Linked DNA regions of Gossypium hirsutum: region 2 is linked to region 1. Evidence: chromatin contacts called from public Hi-C data. All regions are on one chromosome and are shown on one strand. Each heading gives the region's core, a stretch centred on a gene start, on an enhancer-like site or on the middle of the called end of the contact. The rest is flanking DNA. Distances are from core to core; before and after follow the strand shown.

Region 1 (4,611 bases), core at 1,583-4,082:
TTACGTGCTAACAAAAAATTCATTCAAGATTATTCTACAAAAATGTTTAAATGAAAAACAAGTGAATTTTTTGGAATTTTCTCAAAGTTGACGTTAGCCATGCGCCCAATATGTATAAAAAAATTTATTTAGTGATTTTTTAATACAAAAATATAAATTATTTCTGGGAAGGTGAGGAGCATGAGATTCGTAATAAGTGATTTTTTGTTCATTTGTTTGATTTTTATAAAAATAAATAGATAAAATCATGGCGCTTATGCTATCAATCTTGGATTATTGTTTCTTCAGTATCTCTAATTCACCATTAATTAATGATTAGGTAGATGTTTATCTCAACTAGTAGGATTTTTTACCAAAATATTACCAAAAAAAATAAAAAATATCTAAATATTATAAACTTTTTTATTTACCAAAATAATAAAAAAAAAAGATTTCCCATAGGCGGCACAGGACTAAAATGTAATGATCTAAAGTTTTAAGGACCTGATATGAAATTTACCATTCTGAATTTTGAAACTGAATTGGTGCCGCCTGTGGGTGTGGAGGCACTAAAGTTGAAACGTGACTAATTGCCTTCTAAACCCTCCTTATTTATTATTTTCTTTTTATTCCCCTTCAACTCACTTTTTTATTTAATAAACAAGCCATCAACCTATTTTTGTAGTTAAATAAGCTCTTAATCTATAATTTTTACTCATAAATAATTTATTAAATAAAAAACTTATTAAAGTAAATATATTTTACCTAAAGTAAAGCTATTTAAAAAAGAATAAACTAATTCGCATTTTATGTTTATGTGAATTTGATGAGAATAGCTTATTAAATAAAAAAATTTATGTTTATCAAAGGCTTATAGCTATAATAGTCCCTTAAGAAAAAACCAAAAAAAGTTACTAAGCCCCTTGACTTAATTTGAACCCAGTTGAGCCATTCTCATTAACCTGAAAAATTAATTAAGCTCTTACATTAATAATTTTTACATTTCGTTACATTAACCACTAAAATCAATTAACGGACCAATTAGATGACGAAATATGATAGGTTGTGATCTAATCTTTCATATCTCCGATAAAAATCATAAAAATATCTATCTATAATATATATAAAAGCACGAGTCTTGAAAAAACTTTTGAACTGACAAAAATATCCTTTATTGTTAATTATATTACTAAACTACATTAGAATAATAATTTATTAATATTATTATATAATAATAAAAAGTAAGATTAATTAAAATAATAATATATTAATGTGAAATTAATTAATTTGATCATATATTATAAAGGCTCTACTTAAAAAAAACATAATATATTATTCATTAATAAAACTATAAATCTATAAAATCATTGAATATAATTGGATGAATTTAAAATAATAAGAATTCAAGTTTTTTAATTAAATAAAAATATTTTTTATATATAAATACTCTTTATAAATTTAAAAATAATTATAATTTAATAGAAATTGTGAGAATTATATATTTCAAAATAATTATAATTTAAGCTGCAATTATTATTAAAAATATTGTGCTAATTTTAAAATAAAATTGTTATTTAAATAGAAATCTAAGCATAAAATATAAGTAAAAGATAAAAAAATTGTGATAATTATAATTATAATTTATTGTTATTAGTTAAAAAATTTGACGATGCTACTTTTATTAAAGTAAAGTAGAGTTATTACTTAATTAGAATTCTAAGTATCTTAATTATCACTTAACTAATATTAGATTTAATTAAAAAAATTAATAGAAATACCAGACATGCTTTATTGAAAAACCAAAAGTAATAATAAAACTGATCACCCATAAATGTAACCCAAATAGAAAAAATAAATTATAATTATAAACTATTCTCATCAAATTTAGTAAATTTTTTTATTTAATAAATTATTCTCATCAAATTCACATAAAAATAGGTTGAGGGCTTGTTTATGAGTAAAAATCATAGATTAAGAGCTTATTTAACTACAAAAATAGGTTGAGGGCTTGTTTATTAAATAAAAAAGTGAGTTGAAGGGGAATAAAAATAGAATAATAAATAAGGAGGGCTTAGAAGGCAATTAATCACGTTTCAAAATTCAAAATGGTAAATTTACATATCAGGTCCTTAAAAACTTTAGATCATTACATTTTAGTCCTATGCCGCCTATGGGAAAGGCACCTTTGGTGCTGCCTTTTGCATGCCCTCCATCAGCCATCTTTTTTTTTTGTATTATTTTGGTAAATAAAAAAATTTATAATATTTTGGTATTTTTTATTTTTTATTTTTTGTAATATTTTGGTAAAAAACCCCAACTAGTACATTGATTGAAATATTGGTATGTTTTAAATCAATATTTTATATTATATATTGGGAAAAATTCAGTAAAAATTAGAGTAGTTTTACACATTTCTGTAATTATTTATATGATTAATATTTTAACGGTCTAGCCGTTAAATTTATCAATATAATTGTACTTGTCATGCATTCAAATTTTTGAACTCATCCGATATTCGTATCATATCAATCTAAAATACTTGATATATTAATATATATATATTCAACGGTTGAATTTTTTTGCATAAAATAAATAGTTAGAACTTCTAAATATATATTTAATTTAACATGCATGATCTATATGAATAGACTAAATGGTTGAATAATTAAAATATTAATGATGCGAAGAGTAGTTTAATTTTGTATTGTGTAAGCATGAATTATTTGGTAACGATAGAAAATATGTGGACAGGTTACAACTTGGGAGATTTTTCTGTCAAAATGAAATCAAAATGATTTGTTGTGAATAATAATATTCCTTCTTAAATTTCCATCTTTTACACAACATCAATGCACGTCTAAGAAGACAAAAAAAGCTTAGCTGTATCGGTATTATATTAATAAAGGAAAGCAGCAGTTAAATTTCTGAGTTTGCGTTTGTCATTAATATTATTTATTTCTTCAAGATTCCCACACTTGTTTTCTCTTTTCTTATAGAGCTCCACCACTCCCTGGTTATCATTGAGAAGAAGAAAATGAGAGATGGGTTTCACAGAGAAGCAAGAAGGGTTGGTGAAAGAATCATGGGAGGTTTTGAAGCAAGATATTCCTCACTCCAGCTTGCGTTTCTTTTCACTGTAAGACCTTTAATTCTTTCCTTCTTATGAATTCTTCGTTCGGCCTAGTCCTTTAACAGAATTTCTCTTCCACTGAGTATTGATTAAATTGAGAGTGTAATTTAGGATATTGGAGATAGCACCAGGTGCGAAGAACATGTTCAGTTTCTTGAGGGAGTCAGAGGAGATTCCTCAAAATAATCCAAAGCTCAAAGCTCATGCTGTCAAGGTTTTCAAGATGGTCAGTCCTTTTTTTTTTTATTCATTGCATATACATCCCTACTTAAATTAAAATACTTAAACAATTGTTGTTGAAGACATGTGAGTCAGCCATACAACTGAGAGAGAAAGGGGAAGTGGTAGTGGCTGATACTACTTTGAAGTATTTGGGCACTGTCCATGTCAAGAGTGGTGTCAAAGACCCCCATTTCGAGGTACGTTTTTATTTTATTTTTTAATAATAAATTAGATTTGGATGCAGTGGTTAATTAAAAAAAAATGAGGAATAATGTTAATGCAGGTGGTGAAAGAGGCACTCTTAAGGACAATTGAAGAAGCAATTGGAGAAGAGAAATGGAATGAAGAGATGAAGAATGCTTGGGGTGAAGCTTATGATCAATTGGCTGAAGCTATTAAGGCTGAGATGAAGAACCACCATGATGAAACTGCTTAATTACCCTTTTACTTCCTTCAATTTTAATGTTGTTTGCCAATATTTTCACAATTTTAATGAATAAATTTTAGTAATAAAGACTATTTTGTTTTTCTATCATTATTTTGCCTTATTTTCTCTGTTTTTTTTATTTAAAAAAAAGGAGGTTAAAAATTTAACAAAAAATACATTATAGAAGGAGAGAGAGATTAAAAACAACAACAAATATTAATTGTTGTAATTGTAATATCAAGTGAAATTAAGTGGAATAAATATTAAAACGTTATCACATAAAATTTTAATTTGATTTAATTTATATAAATCACTAATAATATTGATAATTAGTATTATTTTATATTAATATATTACCTACATAAATAATTATATTAATTTAATATTTTTTTAAATATGTATAATTAAATTAAAAATAAAAATTTATTAAAATAAGTTCTAAATTTTACAATAATTTTAATTTCTCATTTTAAATTAAATATATTCAATTAATTTTCGGTTAAAAGATGCTATACTCTTGAATTTGAATCCTTTTATTTTAGGGTTAAAATTTGTCTGCTAAATTTCATGTGATAACTAAAGTGACATCAAAGCTTCAAAAAAGTCGACTCAAAATTCCGAAAAGTAAAACCAATTTTAATTAATTTTCTCTTTTATCCCCAAAACTGAACCATCACGGAAAGGTAGAGCAAAAAAAAAAAAAGAGGACATTTTTATTTACGTAAGAATGATAAAGAAGAATGAATAATAATTGATATGCCAATTGTTATTCCAATTATACAAAAAAGCATAGTGTTCCACATATTTAAACATACACCCTTTCTAATTGGAATGGAGCCCCTCCTCTACATAA
Region 2 (4,611 bases), core at 1,223-3,722, 190 kb before region 1:
CTGACTATCCCAGATTTATTATCATTAGTTTTGCCAGAGAAATCGAGAACAAATATACAATTGAAAATGTTCACCAGATTAATTGACGGAGCAACTAATCAATTTCAAACAGCTCAATCAATGCTCCGAGGGGGGAAAAAAGCTACCACACAACACACCCCTCTTTTATGTATGAGTTTTCTATGAGGATGTAGGAATACATGCCAAGAGTAACTTACTCTTGTTATTTGGTCAAAAAGTTCTCCACCTTCACAGGACTCAAGTGCCATGTCTTCACAATATATCAAAGAAAACAACGTCAAACAATGAAGCAAATTGAATGAACTGGCAATACATAATTAATGGAAGAACATCAAGGAAGAATTTTTCCTTTTTTTTGTAAAAACTAACTAAACAAGTATGCGCATAATATTAATAGAAGACAACTAAAAATACCTACATAGTGAAAAAGTATCTTGAAATGTAAAATAGAGCCGCACAACACCAGGATGCTCCAATTGGTCAAGCACTATACGTTCCAGCTTTACATATGCAGTTTTATTTTCCTTAGTGATGAACTTTTTGTCCATGATCTTCAAAGCATACACCATTCCCGTATCCTTCTTCTTTGCCCTCACAACCTGATGGATATTCAAAACAAAAACAACGTGAATAAGAAGCTCAAATGAGAAATGGTGAGTGAAGAAAAGGATATACTAAGTTAAATAAATTAAAACAATTTCCAATAAAAAAAATAAAAAGAAGAAAAGTTTACAGCAGCAAAAACTAATGATAATAAACCCCCCCGCCAAGCAATGTCAATGAACACACACACACACACATATATGTATGTATATATTCTAAACTAACATATCAAGCAGCCGACACTTCTATACAAATTTCATTTCATAAAGAAGTGGCATGAAACATAAATAAATTTGTCCAGTTTGGCTCATCCTTTTTCACTCTTAAACATACAGACAGTTTTTGCCTTTTCTGCTCTTATCCAATATATACATTAATTTACTAAAAATATCAGAAACTTCTTCATTCACATCGTTAATGTCTAGTACACAGCTGAAGTGCTCAAATAACAGAAAGTACTTTAATTTAGCCTCACATTTTCAAAAACTCAAATTTCTAAGAGTAACAATAAAAAGTGTTTATCAATAAGTTATTTAGATTCTGAGATGGTGAAAAAACAAAAGAGCAAAAAGGGAAAAAGAGATCAACAGCATAAAAATTAACCAAAAAAATATTTAATATCAATGTCATTATCTGTAAGACATAAAACAAAAAGAGAGCAATAAATAAGATCTTGATCCAGCAGTAAAAGGAAAAGCAGTAGGCTCAAAATCCCTCACTCCACTGATGTGCAAGTTGAACTATCGCCGATTTGCTAGTTATGAAAATAAGTAAACAATTTGAGGGTAGTAAAATATCACACATAGCCTAAATAAAGCATATATAGTTCAATATGCACATGAGTGCGGTAGGCTAAAAGATTTTCCGTTCATTCTCTTTCCAAGCATAGCCTAAATATTACACAGTCAGCTAATATAGGAAACAGAAACAGAACAACACATTGTTTATTCAACAGAACTTCATGTTTTTCTTTGCACTAAGTTTCTATAAACTAAGCAAAATTATTTCCCTTTCATTCAAATAGCTTGTATCACTACTAAAAAAACCCACAAAATTCACAAAGATAGCCAAATTTATACCAAAAACTCACAATTCATAAAGAAAGCATCATTGCCCATCAAGTTCATAAATTAAAGCATGCATACATACAAATAATAATAATAATAATAATAATAAATTATAACCAAAAACAGTGTGTGATCTACTTAGAGTGATCTGACTAGAATCAAACTCAAGTACAACAAAAAAAAAAACTAACCTTCGAGTAAGAACCAACACCGTAGATCTTACCCAGTTCAAAATCCTGAATACTGAAATTCTCTTGAGGAGCTCTAAATGCAAAGCTTTTAGATCTCTGAACATTGTTAGAAGCACCAGTATTAGAAGAATTGTCTTTGTTAGTATCATCAGTTCCCTGAACCCTAAGCTTTGAATCAAAATCCTTCTCCATGGCCAACATTTCTCTCCCAAAAATCCCCTTACTTTCCCTTTTACAACATCACAGCAATAAAAATAATTATTGAGAGAAGCTTTTCTTTTTCGATTTTTGTTTCCAGTCAAAGAGAAAAAAAAAAGAAAAATAATCCTTTTTCCTCTTTATTGAGATAGATTGGATCTTCCTTAAATATTCTTCTGAAAAAATGAGGAGAAAAAAGTTGAAATTGATTCTTTTCTTGTCACTATAATATAATTTTATGAAATTTATACAAATTTGTGTAACTATAATTTAAAATATAGATTATATTATATTAAAGGAAAAAGATGAAAATGAGAGTGATCAGCTTTTGAGGAATTTCAAAACCCTAGAAAGAAAAAATTAATATATATAAAAAAGTGAAAGAGCTGTCTGTATGCTAACTGCCAAGGGTTCAACTTATCTGTTGGAATTAATTTTTTTTATCATATAATTATTTTAATTATATTATTAAAATTTAATGTAAACATATATAAATTATTTTAACATTTATCGATAATGATTTGTAGCTACGAGTTTGGGAATGACTTGAGTTAATAACGTTTAATTTGATTGTAATTTTTAAAAAATATAGTTTAATTGAAATTTTTAAATTAAAGTAGGTTTCTAATTTATCTTTTTTTCAGTAATGCTAATTAATTCAATTATAATATATAAATTTTAAAAACCAAAGGGCTTTTTATTGCAATAACAAGAGTGTTGTGAGTTTGGTTCTTTTATTGCTGTAACTTGTTCCCAATTCAATATCTGCTAAATGAATTTTATGGTTACATTGGTTTGAAATTATTTTAGTTTTACATATTTTAATAATTCATTTATTATATTTTATGTTTTATTCTAATTAATTGTAACTATTATATTCAAATATTTAACTCCAAATCCGCATCCCTTATTCATATAAATAATAGGTATTTAGATATTTATTCACATCTGCTCTAAAACCATAACAAATAATACTTTTAAATTTTAAATATTATTCGAATCCCCTTTTTGAAATGTAAAACATGAGTGTTGGGGGGCATTGAAGAGAGGCTGTTAGCACATGCCATCCAATGACGCTACATCCTTTTCTCCTTTCTCCCATAAACAATCTCTAAAAATAAAAAATAAAAAAACCTGACTGAAGGTTAAGTTTATTACATTCTTTTTATATATTAATTTAATTGCTCTACTAAGCTGAATTCTTTTAATTAAATTTGGTTCTCACAGAAACAGTAATTAATATGTTAAATTTTCAAACACAACTCCTATAATAATTCATTTCAACTTGTTTATTTTTATTTTTGAATTTTAAAAAATTTTAAAATTATTTATTAATGTAGCGTATAAGACAAATATTACTATGACAAGATGAGATACACCAGGTGAGTTACCACGCCAACATCGTTAAAAATTTAATATTTTAGGTATTTAAAAAAATCTATTTGACTTTTAACTTAAAAAAGAATAAAAGTTAAATATAATTATACTTTTTTAATCAATTATCTTCTTCTCTTTTATTTTTGTCAATATAGATTTATGAATTGGCATCTAATAACATTTCCCATTTTCCTTGGTAACTTTCTTTGTGAATATTAAAAATAAAATTACGTGTTGAATAAAATAGAGTAAATTATAATTATTGAGAGTAGTAAGTAGGTCCAAAGCATGGGCGGTAGGACCCAGGTTACGTGTAGGCAAGAAATATGGGCCAAGTGGGTTCCCAAAGAAAAGCATTGGGACAAGCCCACGTTGAGCAACCACATATATCAACCGCCCTTTGATTGGGACGTCAACTATTACATGGAACCAAACTCCACAATCTTGACTTCTCCATAAAAATAAAAAATAAAAACAACTTCATATTATTTAAAAAGTAGGGCAACAATGGACGGTGAAGTTAATAAAGTCTAAACAATAGTGAATCATTTTTATATTTTTACTAAAGTGATGCTTTGTCTCTTTATGTAAACTTTTTTTGTTCTCTTTGTACTTTTTTTTCTTGGTTTTCTCTTATGCCTTAGTTCATGGAGATTGATAGTACTTATACAGAACAAAGGAACATATCAAATGGCCCTACAGATTGCAATGAAAGCTTCCAACTCCTAGGGCTGCAAAGATATGGGAAGTTAAACCCACATTTCATGTCTAAGAAAGGTATTAACCGGGATATTTGAAAGTAGTTATTCTAAAATTTTGGCCTTTCAAAGGTACGATTGATATTTTCTAGTTGGAATAGAATATTTTCTTTTTTACTTTTAGCAATGAAAACGATAAAGTTGGAATAGAATATTTTCTTTTTTACTTTTAGCAATGAAAACGATAAAGGGTTGAGGTTCAGTGTCCATTGTAATTTTCCACACTCAATCCGTTCGTCGAAACCAGATATGAAGTGCCAAGAGCTGAGCTGTTGAAAACACTAAACCTTTCTTTTTAAACTAACATCTTGCTTAGGTGGCTACCCATTTACTAGAGAGGCATTCAACTAACTAGAAAATATATATAATTGAAATCAAAATTTTTAAAATGTTACC

Evidence for each region. A called contact is a pair of places that touch in the nucleus more often than the background predicts.
Region 2: a Hi-C map of leaf shows a contact between it and region 1, with 2.5 times the contacts expected there. The contact joins the promoter of LOC107922041 here to the promoter of LOC107921289 in region 1. A contact is called at or near these places in 5 of 34 Hi-C or Micro-C datasets (callus, hypocotyl and leaf).

Annotation. Positions count from the first base shown.
Region 1 is chrD01:26,529,501-26,534,111 of Gossypium_hirsutum_v2.1, reverse strand. LOC107921289 (non-symbiotic hemoglobin 2) reads left to right here and starts at 2,832. Exons shown (of 4, transcript NM_001426007.1): 1 at 2,832-3,115; 2 at 3,221-3,335; 3 at 3,412-3,528; 4 at 3,615-3,863. The coding sequence starts at 3,021. The coding sequence ends at 3,767. LOC107922279 reads right to left here. Exons shown (of 8, transcript XM_041086481.1): 8 at 4,500-4,611.
Region 2 is chrD01:26,717,614-26,722,224 of Gossypium_hirsutum_v2.1, reverse strand. LOC107922041 (3-phosphoinositide-dependent protein kinase 2) reads right to left here and starts at 2,472. Exons shown (of 11, transcript XM_016851868.2): 1 at 1,883-2,472; 2 at 440-620; 3 at 219-271. The coding sequence starts at 2,083.